Regions from separate parts of the Mus musculus genome. Here region 1 is linked to region 2. A link is a contact called in public HiChIP or PLAC-seq data. All regions are on one chromosome and are shown on one strand. Each heading gives the region's core, a stretch centred on a gene start, on an enhancer-like site or on the middle of the called end of the contact. The rest is flanking DNA. Distances are from core to core; before and after follow the strand shown.

Region 1 (6,126 bases), core at 1,953-4,452, 120 kb before region 2:
CCATAAATGACTGGGTCAGTGGGCTCGCTACTCAAATCAAGAAACACAGGACTCCAATGCTTTAAGAAATTTCTCTCCCACATACCCCATCAATCCTTCATTCTTCCTAAACACACACTTTTAATTCTTACACATAAGGCTACCTGCCTTTGTAGTCAGCATTAATGAAATCTTGCATCACAACAGTCCCCATTAGCAAAATTTCATTCTATGTTTTCAGTTACTTGTGACAGCCATGATACAAAATATTACTACAGTACAATGATGAACTGAGGCAGTGTGTGTGTGTGTGTGTGTGTGTGTGTCAGTGAGAGAGACAGAGACAAAGACACAGAGAGAGACAGAGAGAGATGGAGAGAGAGCTCATTATTGATTATCATTAACCCCTTCCTGTGCCTAATTTATAAACTAAATTTCATCACAGGCATGTGTGGACTGCTGAATTCTGTATGTAGGGTTAGATACTCCTGATGCTCTCAGGCACTCACTGTGGTCTTAGAGCATCCCCAGGGCTGAGAGAGTGTGTACCATTTTACCATTCATCAATCTTTCTTTTGCTCCACATGATTTGTAAGATGTATTAACATCACATCATGTCCCAACATTCATCATTTTTATTGATATAAAATGCTCCAGTATATGGATATCCTATGTCAACACAGTCCCAAATTTTTTAATAAAAATTCTTAAAAGGGGGTCAGACATGGTAGCTCATATCTTTAATCCCATCAGCCCTTGGAAAGCAGAGGCAGGTGAATCTTTGTGAGTTTGAGGGCAGCCTGGCTTTCTACATGGTAATTTCCAGGCCAGATATGGCTAAACAAAACAGGAAAAAAGGGGGGGGGGTCAAGAAAGTATTCTTAAATATTCTAGACAATTCAAAGAATTCTACAGTAACTATGCTTGTGTTAGAGCACATATAGTAATCTATCCACACACCTGTGTCATCAGTTTACAAACCCGTACTGCGAGCATCAGTCTCCTCCTTGGACAGATTACTTCCTCGTTTCTAGTTTCAGTATTTTTAATATATAATTTGTTATCTAATGTAAAACTCCACATAATAAGATGCATTTTAAGTATGTATCCTCTGACTTGGCAAATGAATTGATTTGTGTAACTCAAATCCAAAGAATTCCTCTCTCCCCTTTTCAGTTAATGTCTACCCTTACTCCCAGAAGCAACCAGTGCCTTCCCTACAGATTAGTCCTGTAACCTCAGAAAATGGGATCTCATTCATTCTCATATACATGACTGCCTTTATTAGTGCATTAGTTTTGAAGTTCACCTGTAATATGTTTTTAAAACAATTGCCTCCCCTTTCCCTCAGATGATATGGTCATGACCCCCAGTGATCATATGATATTTACTGATTTTTTTTCTATGCATGTGAGCCTATTATAAACTTTGCATTACAAAACAGATTGCAAAGTAAGAGACAGGCAACTAGCAAATTTTCCTCGAGGTATTGTTTTCACCTCTACTTACCAGATTATGGGTGCAATCCCTGTATCATATTCTACTCCTTGCTTAGGTAACATCTATCCCTCTGGAAAGACTGTAAATAGAAATTAGAATTACTAAGGACCAATGCATTTCCAAACTGTATCCCTGAATAACTGAAAGACAGTCTCAATCTGAAAACAAACTTCATTGAGAGTGAAAAGCAAAAAAAAAAAAAAATCCACCCCCCCAAAAAAAATCCACTAATGAAGCAGGCTGCATGAAAAACAAGGTCATGAGTGACTAGAATGTTAGGGAATTCAGAATGGTGACCACATGCACAAGCAGAAAGACAGAGAAAGTGGGAGGGGGACAAATCCTAAACAGCGTGTTAAGGAGATCATAAAACTTTTTTCATCAGTAACACGAGTTAGTAGGTAATAGTTAATAGTAAGGAAAAGCTTTCAAAACAGTTAGATACGTGTCAACACAAAATCACATCATAAAGTCATGAGAAGAGCTTATGACAACTTCTATATGGTGAAGGTTGACTGCTTTCCCCAAACTAGTCCATAATTTGCCAGCCTGGTTTCTGGCCTTACTCTACAACTTCCAGAACAGCCTGCCCTCCTCTCCTGCTGCCCTTCTTCATTCTGTAACAGAAAGTGACTGGCCAGTTCCTAGAAACATCTGAGAATTTGTCCTTTCTCAAGAACATTGTCATGGAGTGCCAGGTCTTCCTTTCTAGCTCACTAAATACAAAGGACTTTTTAACCTTCTGCGTTTTTGTTGTTGTTGTTGTTGTTGTTGTTTTATTTTGTTTTTGGAAAAGGTGCAATTTTTTAAAAAGTATTTTTAACTACCTTTTAATATAATCCTTTTACTTGCTCTTTGATGATTTCATACTATTCATTACACATACATATGTATTTTGATCTTGTTTACCCCTTACACCCCTCAGAGCCACATTCACCCACTTTTTAAAGCCTTTTACAAAATCACTTTGAATGCTTTCTCAAAGTATCTTTCCAAGAAGAGAAGTCTATAGAGGAAGTATGTTCTTGCTGCTGTTGTTTTAGTTGCTGCATAAAATTGGCATTTCATCACAAGATATCAGAATTTGTAGCTAAATTTACATTTGGAACTATGGTGCATTTTTCCCCTTCTCCCAATACCTGCATCATCTTCTATCTTCTTTTGGTGCGCGATTGTGATTCAGGCAGTTTAACTTCCCAGATAGAGAACAGGTGCGTCAACCTCAAAAGCCAAGTACATTCTGATTTTACTCAGCCTGAGGTCCTGCATCCCCTTAGTTTTCATTCAGACTTTTTTTTTTAAATCACACATTTCCTTTCAGCCTGAAAGTGAAACTTAAGTTGAGAGAGAGAGAGAGAGAGAGAGAGAGAGAGAGAGAGAGGGGGGGGGGGGGAGGGGGAGAGGGAGAGGGAGAGAGAGAGGATATTTTCAGCGAAACAGTTAAATTGTTATTAAACTGTTACCCTTTTTTAGTTTCTTTTTAAGGGCCTCCTGGGATTCATTGAAATGGTCACAAATCGACCTTCAGGGAGGAAGGTGTAAGCCGAGGAACCGGCCGCCGCCTGGGGGCAGAATTCTGGAAGTCAGTAAGTTTCTGGCTTCAGAGCCAAGCCCTCTGCAGTGGGTTTCAGATCCTTGCAAACCTGTGATATGCGCAGTGCATGGTCTGAGGTTGGGACTGCCGCCCAGAGACCCAGAGTGCTGGTCGGGAATCGCGCATAGTGGGAGGGGCCAACAGGGACCGGCCGTGTGGGGAAATGGGATGTGTCTAAACAAAGTGAAAGCCATTCACTTACCTCGCTTTATCTTCTTTGCAAAATGAGTAAAGTCGAACTTAATCTCTTAGGTAAAAATGGCCATCCAGTTTTCCAGCAGGAAATGTTGAGGACATCTCGGACACAGGAGGAGGTCCTGCCTCAAAAGCAGGAAACTCCCAGAAACAACTAGGCCGGGAAATAACAATGGGGGAAGGGAGCAGGGAGGGAGGAAGGAAGGCAGAAGTTTGGTCCAGCACTGGGTGTCACAAAGAGCCTTTCTTACTCAAGCAGGCCCAGTTTTCCACAAAACCCACAAATTAGGCATCAGTAGGCATCTGTTTGGTCAGAGAAGAGCTCGGGATTAACTCCTTCTTCCTCAATTAGCTATGAGGACTCCAACTGGTTAAAGAAACGGAGTTGCAAGGGAATGAAGTCAGTTTTCTTTTCATTACAGATGAGCAATGACATAGTATTCAGCCAGGTTGTTATTTAGTTTTAAAAAAAAAGTTAAACGTAATAAAGCATACAAGAAATGGGAGAGCACCTGACCTGATCTTCTTGTCTTGAAGCCAAGAGAGGGGAGTGCCTGAGCTCTCAGTCAATAGTTCCTTTGTTTGGCAGAGGTGAAAGTGGAAAAGGTGAATGGCCACAGAAGTGAAAGCAAGAAGTAACTTTGTATCCTGGTGCAAATTGCTCTTCCCTGGCCCCAGGAGGTTACTTCCTGTGGTTACCTGGCTCATGGCTACACTCTTAGCTCAACACCATAAGCAAGCACTTTGTCCTCAGTAAATTAATGACCTCTACATTGATCCACCTGGATGCCAACACAACGTTGATAGTCTTGGCAAGATTTCACCTCTGTGGGTTCCTTGAAAACAGGTTGGGCTGCATTTTTGTAATTTTACTTCTGACACCATCTCACAGAAGAACTTGCTAGCCTCTAAAGGACTAGTCTCCTGACAGAGAATCGGCTGCTGTATGGTCCTCTCCCACACTGACCCTTGGCTTGGGTAGCTTTGACCAAGTGGATATCTGTCTGGTTCTGAGTCCATTAGGGAAGCCTGATAAGTGCCTCTGTATTTAAGACTTGTCTTCTTGGAACACCAGTCTCTCTCAGGCTTCATTGGAATCTGGGGCTCCAATGCTATGCAATCAGAAGCCTAGATTAGCTGTGCAATGGATATAAGGAGGGGAATGTGCATGCTCACGAACACCTAGGAGATGGCTAACATGGACTCTGGCTGCATGGGAGACAGTCCTCCAATCTACTTTAACTTACTGCAGTTTCTTCAGCAATGACCTTGAATGACCTTCTTCAACAAGTTCTGCCAACATCCCAGAAAAGCTGCAAACCATCTTGCTGCTGCTTTACTGTTTAGAAATGGAGTGATAGGCCATGCAGCATTAGATAAGTACAATATACTTCCTCTATAATCTATAATATCTTATGCTTTGTAATTCTTTACAGATATTAGGTTAGCTGTAATGTTAGTTGACTAGTAAGTGGCTTCAAATAAATAGAGAACTTTTTTTTCAAGTGTACATATCTTGGCATGTATATGTGTACATACTGGGGGTGGGGGACATATGCACACATGTGCACATATTCATCAAGGCGTGAAATTGATTTGGGGTATTTTCCTTTATTGTGCTACACTTTGTTCATTGAGGAAGGGTCTCTCAACTGAACTGAGAGCTCCTTGCTGCTAGCCTAGCTGACCAGCCTGCTCTGGATATCCCATCCTCACCTTCTAGGCCCTAGAAGTCTCAGGCAAGCCCCTTCATCCACCTGACATTTACCTAGGTTCTGGGAACCCCAAATGTGTTCCTCAAGCATGCTTTTGGCAAGCATTTTAACTGCTGACCCATCTTCCATGTGTTTCAAAATCTGACAAAGGTATTAAACATTAATTGGAAATTACATTGTGAAAAAGGCCACTGGGCCCTCAACAGGTAGGAAGGATAAATAGAACTCTTTAGGATACTCTGACCAAATTGGTCCTGGAAACTGGCAAAAGATGGGCCAACTGCCTCCCCTATAGAGAGCTCTGGGTCCAGTGTGCTCCTTTTGAAGTTACATTTGGGAGACCTTTTCCCATCCTTCCCAAACTCAGAGCTATCCCCCAGGCGGCAATGTATAATCCCTCATCTCTTCAGGCTTTGCAGGAAGCTTGCAAGGCCACTGACCAGACTGTGAAGTGAGCCCTGCCATCTTCCACTTCCGAAACCACCCACCACTCCCATCCAGGAAACTTGGTTCCAGTATAGAGGATCTCAATCTGCCTGGAAGAGACCCTCCCCAGTTATCCTCAGCATTCCAACTGCTGAGAGAGTGGTTGGTAACATTCCTTGGGTCCATCTCTCTCAATTAAAAAAGACTACTGAAGACAATGTCATTTGGACTGTCACTCAGACTTCAGATCCCTTAAAAATAAGACTGACCCAAGATTATTAACCCATCCCAAAACTATATTCATCTTTTTCCTTTTTCTCAGTATGGGGATGGGAACCTATAACCCCTATTGGGCCCCTATGTGGACTTGGACATTAAGAAGCACATACACAGAAAAGGTGGTAATTAGTCTACTACGGATACGCAACCCCAGTTCCATGTAGACCTTTGTTCTTTTAAGCCCACTTTTGGAGTTTGGTTAGGCCACAGAAGGGACGGTTGTGGGACCTATCTTCTGAAAGACAAATATGGCAAATCCAATTCTATGCATTTCCCACAAATGAGCTCCCACACTGTCAAGGACCAGTTAACAGGGAATTTTTATTGTGCCAAATGGGGTTGTGAAACTATGGTCTATGGGAAGCATGGTGGAAACTACATATACATAGATAGGAAGGCCCCTCCCAAAACTCCCCTCCTTCACAATAGGAAGCTATA
Region 2 (6,445 bases), core at 48-2,547:
GTGGAAATAATAGCTGCTATGGATTAAATCCTTGTGGCTTTATAACACACACGCCTCTCCATTATTTAATTTGGCTTAGGTTTTATTCAACCACCCACTGGGCAACTGATACATTCCTCACTGGTTTCAGTTATCAGTCTATTTTGACATCTATAATTATTGGCTTTGACCCAGAGAGACAGAAACTATTTGATACATAATAGGCACTGCCAAATACAAATAACTCAAAAGTTGCTTGATTCTATTACAAACTGTCTGGAAAAGTCAAGATCAACGGCCTTGTGGATAGAGGAGTCTAGGATACACATGGAGGACTATATCAACAGTCTTTAGGGAAAAGGGACCACAGTTTGAGTGTTTGGCCTGAGATGAATGTTCACAACTTTTTTGATTTCTCTCTCAAATATTTTTTTCTATGTGAAATCACACATGAAGTTCAGAAAAATAGTAAATTTTCTAAGTTAAGGGAAATTGGATCTTCTCTATTCTTAAAGAGTAATTTTGGTTGCCTCTACCAATAGGAGTCCCTGAGTGGCTAGAAAAGTGTCTGTGTGTGTTTCTGTCCATAAGGGCTTACAAGGGTTTACACTGAGGTCTACTCCTCAAGATGGCTTTTCATATATGTTCTCAGGCAGACAGTTCTGAGTGCTACAGTAGCTATATATAGTAGCTATATGTAGTAGCTAAAGAGGTCAGGAGAAAAAAGATACAAAATCTAAAAGAGAAGTCAGCTCTGTCACTTGAATAGAGGGGGTGACCGCAGTTAACCTACCTGGAAAGGGTTGATGATGCATCTTTCCAAGAGATTGGTTTTGGGTTTTTTGGTCTTGTTTTGTTTTGTTTTTCTATAGAGGAAACTACTTTGAAGAAAAGACTTTTGATTTAGAATAAAACTAGAATCTCTGGGAAGTATGTAATCCACCAATCCAGAGATAGTGAGAGCCAAAAGCCAGTATAAAGTCAATGCGTGCATGAGGCTAAGCTTTATTATCTTTTCAGTAAGGATTCTAATTTTATATGACCTGTTTTCACCAAAGTACCACTGCAATGGTTAAATTGTGTCCATTACCTTCAGAGATATATTTTGAAATTCTAACTTTCAGTATCTCAGGATGTGATCTGTTTTTGGAAATAGGCTGGTAAGATGAGGTCATAGTGAAATAGGGTAGACTCTTAGGCCAGGGCAAGTGATGTCCTTATAAACAAAGAGAATTTTGACATAGACATACATGGGAAGAACACCGTGTAAAGACAAAGACAGAGAATAAGGTAATGTGCTTCAAGCCAAAGAATGCCAAGCATGTGTGACAAACCGGGAGAGGCAGAGAACAAATCTGTCCCCATAACCACAGAAGGAAACCACCCTTCCATAGCCTTGTCCCTAACCTTCTGGCTTCCAGAGCTATGAGATCATTTCCATTGTATAAGTCACTCAGTTTGTGTTCTTTATTAAGCAAACACACATATGTGCATACAAACTGTTAGACTCCCTAAGATCATTTAAACACTGCCCTACTTCAATAGGCTATGGTAAACACCACACTTGATAATTCTACAATAATACTATGCAAATCCTGTAATATTCAAGCAGACATAAGATCACTAGGTAGATGGTGTTTTCATCAACACATGAAAATACAATTACTCCTCAGTTTGCTCTGCCTTTGAAGTCATGGCTGGTGTAAGCCATTCTGATCTTCTCCCAGGAAACTGGTCATTAGCCTACCCAGTGATATTGAATCAGCTTAGTTTCTCTGAAAGCCCCAAGTGCCCATGATTGCTTTGACTGCCTGAGAACCAAACATGTTATTCATGTTGTAGAGATACAAAACTACCTTTTAGCAGATGGAGACATTTTAGATATATTTTGAACCAGAAGATTTCAATGAATTCTATTTGTTTTTTTTTTCTCCACAATTGCTAAACAATGAACATAGTAGGTTAATTGACAAAGTGGCATGGATAGTTGTATTTCTAGTGGGTGACAGAAATCTAGAGAATATTTTTATTAGCTTTTAGGATAAGGTATGGTCTGTCAGAACAAACCATGGTAGGACAGGATAAGCAGATATGGAGTTGGCCTCATCTAGTTTGGAACTGGGCCTTACTTGAGCTGTTGACAGAGGTTGGCCTCAGAGGCTTGCAGTGACATCACATTCAGGTGACTCTGTTCTCTTCACATTTTGCAATAAAAACTTGACACTGTCTGGGGAAGGAAGGCCACACAGTTGGCTTGGTTCAGCAGGATGTGTTCATTTGAGATAGATCTATTTTTACCTGACTTAATATTTGAATGTATCTGAATTTTTTACTTGTGTTTTTTTAAATGGAGACAGTAGTCCACTGGCCAAGGCATACAATATCATCTTCCATACCCAGAATAATGAAGATAGTAGAATGAGCCACTCCTAATTATTGGCAACTGTCAGGATGACACTGAAAGCAATGTGTGTGTCATTCTAAGATGACACCTCTTTCTGTATCTGCAGATGTCTCTGAGATTTCTCCAAGTCCTCATTAGTTAACCCTCGTTTTCCTCTTTATCTGTTGCTGTTCCTTAAACTCCTTCTCATTCCCTTTCTCCTCTATGTTTGGTTTCTGGCTGCTTTTAAGCAATTCCTTTCTTTAAAACCTTGAGATGCCTTTCTCCCAATTATTGGTTTACTAAGTATTAGGAGTTGGTTTGCTAACACTTCAAGGATATTCCAAACTGAGGTACACTCAGGAATTGGTGGACATGGTCATCTCACTGTTGTACTTTCTCTTAATTGTTATAAACATAGACTCTTGATCATTCAAAGATTGTCTGCTGTCCCTGACCTGAATTTACCCCGGTACCACTTGAGTCTCAGACTTTGGAAAAAAAAAATATATATATATTTTAAGACAGGGTTTCTCTGTGTAGCCCTGGCTGTCCTGGAACTCACTCTGTAGAGAGAGGCTGGCCTCAAACTCAGAAATCTGCCTGCCTCTGCCTCCCAAGTACTGGGATGAAAGGCAGAGAGAGACCTTAAATATTTAGTCAAGAATTCTGACAGTCAGTAGAATGAAATTCTTCCACTCTCGATATCTAATCATCATTGCTATCTGACAAGTTCCTGAAGTCCCACCCTCTATATCTTATCACTCTGGCCTGCCCTCTGCAAGGTTCTTTTTGGTTTAGTTTTATTTTTAAATAAAGTAGCAGCAGTAGAAGTCTGTCTAGCCTTGACGTTTCCTCTTTCATTTTCTACGCACTGACCCCCCAACTCTGCTCCTGATCTACAAAATTCTATTTGCACGTATACTGGACTTGAGTGTAGTTTCTTATCTCTATGACAGAACCAGAGTTTTAGTTGTCTTCTGAATAAACTCGGCCTCATTGTCTTCAACAATTTGGGGAGTGAATTTTTTTGCAGTAAAATACTCACCATAACAGACTATAAGATTTTCAAAATGAAACTTTCTCCTTAGCTCTTTAATTAGTGCTGAGGGAGGCAGAGGCAGGCAGATTTCTGAGTTCGAGGCCAGCCTGGTCTACAGAGTGAGCTCCAGGACAGCCAGGGATACTCAGAGAAACCCTGTCTCGAAAACAAGCAAGAAAGCAAACAAACAAAAGGAAAGAGTTTTCTTTTCTCTCTCTTCTCCCTCACTCCTTATTTTTCTTCCCCTGACTCCTGTATTGAATAGCATTGAAAGTTCCTTTACTCATTCCTTAGGGCAACCATAATGTATTCAGTTAGATAGAGAATGTTCACATAATTATATTGTGTAAAGTCAAGATGATTTTATCACTGTAAACAATTCTGGGCTAGTCTTCACTTAACCAGTAATGCCTCTAACTTCACAAATCATGATGTTATCTATCCTATTACAAGACATGATATTACAGGGAACTTCCCAGAGGCATGCATTTCATAGGGCTTGGGATTTTAAAAATATATTAATAAATTAATTAATAAAAAATAAATTCAAAACATTCATATGCATGTTAAGGGTTAATGTTCCTTTCAGAGATATCTGCCTAGTTTTAGAATTTAGAAACTATGATTTTTTTTTAATTGTTCTGGAAACCAAAGGTGCTAATCCATTAACAGTTCACAGTTTAGGAATTGTGGTTTCCGAATTGGGAGGTTCAGGAAAAAGGAGAAGTTCATTAGTAGAGAGAATTCAAAAGATTAGAAATATCCCCATGTAAAGTGTAAAGAGAGGGGCTAGTGTTTAAACACTAAGATGATACAAACTACAAGTGTAGGTTCTTTTCCTTGGGAGCGGCATGGAAGGGATTTAAAGCATCCCCTAAAACAAGTACAAAGTTACATTTCCTAAGGCTTCAGGATAATGTGTAGGTTCTTATGGACAAGCAATGGTAATATCAGCAGGAAATATGTATCCTGCATCCCTAGGTGCCAGGTAAAAGCAGTAAGTACTTTGCATACATTACTGATTCCTCATGGCCACGTGGCCAGGTCAGTTCTTTTATGTCTCTGTTTTACAGAGGCTTGTGTGAGATTTGAAAGAGAAAGCAACCCCCCCTTTCACTTTTGTTTTTAATCTTTAAAAATTTTAAAGGTATATTTAACCATTTGTGTGTGTGTGTGTGTGTGTGTGTGTGTGTGTGTGTGTGCGCGCGTGCTTTGAAAAGTTCCTTCGACATCTTCAAACAGGGCTGAAAAAATTATATGGACAAAATATTTGAGTGCATTCGACTTCAGACTCAATTATAGAAGGCAGACGAAGATGAAGTCAAGGTTTATTTTTTTTTTTTTCTTTTTTTGGATCATGTGAGATTGGTTCTTTGAAGTATCTTAGCGTTGGACTAACCATCACTGAGCGTGACTGGTTAGAATAAATCCAAAGGGTTTGATAAAGCATGCCAGAGAACTTTGACCACTGTAGTTCACAAAGGCTTGTTAGGACATAGACTTAGAAGTGTCCCCCAACCCCAAAGCACACATCACCAAAGCGTTTTTGTTGAAGACTTAGACCTCAGTGCTATGCTCAGATATAGGACTTTGGGGAAAATGAGTGGATCATGAGGGTACTGATATAATCAATGCAATAATCCACTAGTAGATTATTAATGGAATAGCATATTATTGGAAGGATGTGGACACTAAAAACTGGGATTGGTTGAGGGAAATAAATCATTGCAGTCGTGTTCAGGGAGGCAGAGGCAGGTGGATCTCTGAGTTGGAGGCCAGTCTGGTCTATAGTTACAGGACAGCCAGGACTATACAGAGAAACCCTGTCTGAAAAACAAGCAAGCAAGCTAACAAGAGTCATGCATTGGTAGAGTATATTGTGCATGATGGTAGCTGCTTCTCCTCCTCCTCTTCCTCTTCCTCCTCTTCATCCTCCTCCTCCTCCTCCTTAACCTCCTCCCAACCCTGGACCGAACCCTCTGAAACTGTGAGCCATGATGAATCTTCTCACCCTAAAGATTGTTTGCTCAGTTATTTTGTCAGTGACAAAATGTAGCACAGAAATGTCAGTTCCTGTCCTTAGAGGCAACCTGTGTTCCAATGACTATCCCAACCACAGTACACAGCCTGTTCTCCACAATCAATCTCCATACTGTATCTGTGATTTCTTTAAAATGTTATTTGACAAACTGGGCATGGTGGTGCACATCTTTAATTCCACCAGAAGACAGGGACAGGTGGGCATATCTATGAGTTTGAGGCCAGCTTGATCTACATACTAAGTTTCAAGCTAGCCAGAGCCGTGTAGTGAGGCCCTGTTTCAAATCCAGTATCATTTGCCTATAATATCTATCTTAGATTATAACCCTATGATATTGGAATTGTGGCTGCTTTATTTCCTGGCTATCTACCCATTATCTATAGATATAGCCCTGAATCTAACACATTCATCACTCAATAAAATATTAAGATGAGAAAGTAATGTTTGATGTTTCCTAATTATAAAATATCATGAAAATATATAATATGTAAAAAATGGATATGTATATATTATTAAATATACATTTATATATACTTGAAGATGCATAATGATTTCTGGGTACTGTTTTGCATTCTATTTGGTACTCTTTAATCTCTCACTCAATGATGATGGGTATATTAATCTCAAACCCAAGTTAACATTCATGCATTTAAAAAATGAATAACTGTAGATAAAGTGTTCATTTTCAAACCAGAACAGTGGCTTCTGGAGAATGTAATTTGCATTCGTCCTCAGCAAACCACAGAGCTTACCAGAAAAGTAAAGACTTAGTATGTCACAAATGCAAGCAAAACTGTGTGCATATATCGTGGTGACTTACTTCTGCCTTGGTTGCATCTTTCCTGTGGATTTAAATGCAGCATCTTTTTAGCATGGCTATGCCCCATCGTTTGCATGCTGTGGATATTCACTTAAAAGCTTCATCAGAGTCATGTTTCTGTCTCTGCCTTTGTTTTGCTAAACTCCTAAGAGACAAACCTTCCCTGACTCTTCACCAGCA

Evidence for each region. HiChIP or PLAC-seq counts read pairs in DNA pulled down with a chosen protein or histone mark.
Region 1: an HNF4G HiChIP or PLAC-seq map of pancreatic cancer cells shows a contact between it and region 2. The contact joins the promoter of Tlr3 here to the enhancer-like site in region 2. A contact is called at or near these places in 9 of 39 promoter capture datasets (the 3T3-L1 cell line, cranial neural crest, embryonic stem cells and 6 more), 1 of 115 datasets of contacts at active chromatin or transcription factors (pancreatic cancer cells) and 1 of 9 other capture datasets (adipose tissue).

The regions. Positions count from the first base shown.
Region 1 is chr8:45,407,178-45,413,303 of GRCm38.p6, forward strand. It overlaps Tlr3 (toll-like receptor 3), which reads right to left and starts at 3,203. Exons shown (of 7, transcript NM_001357316.1): 1 at 3,123-3,203; 2 at 2,619-2,801; 3 at 1,489-1,558.
Region 2 is chr8:45,527,749-45,534,193 of GRCm38.p6, forward strand. All of the region lies in intron 1 of Sorbs2 (sorbin and SH3 domain containing 2), which reads left to right. Among named protein-coding and RNA genes, the nearest start is that of Sorbs2, 23 kb to the left of the region's middle. Within about 2 kb of position 1,298, at least 31 of the 459 cell types and tissues checked have an H3K27ac peak or open chromatin away from gene starts, as enhancers often do. A contact at or near this core is called in pancreatic cancer cells, where this site is marked.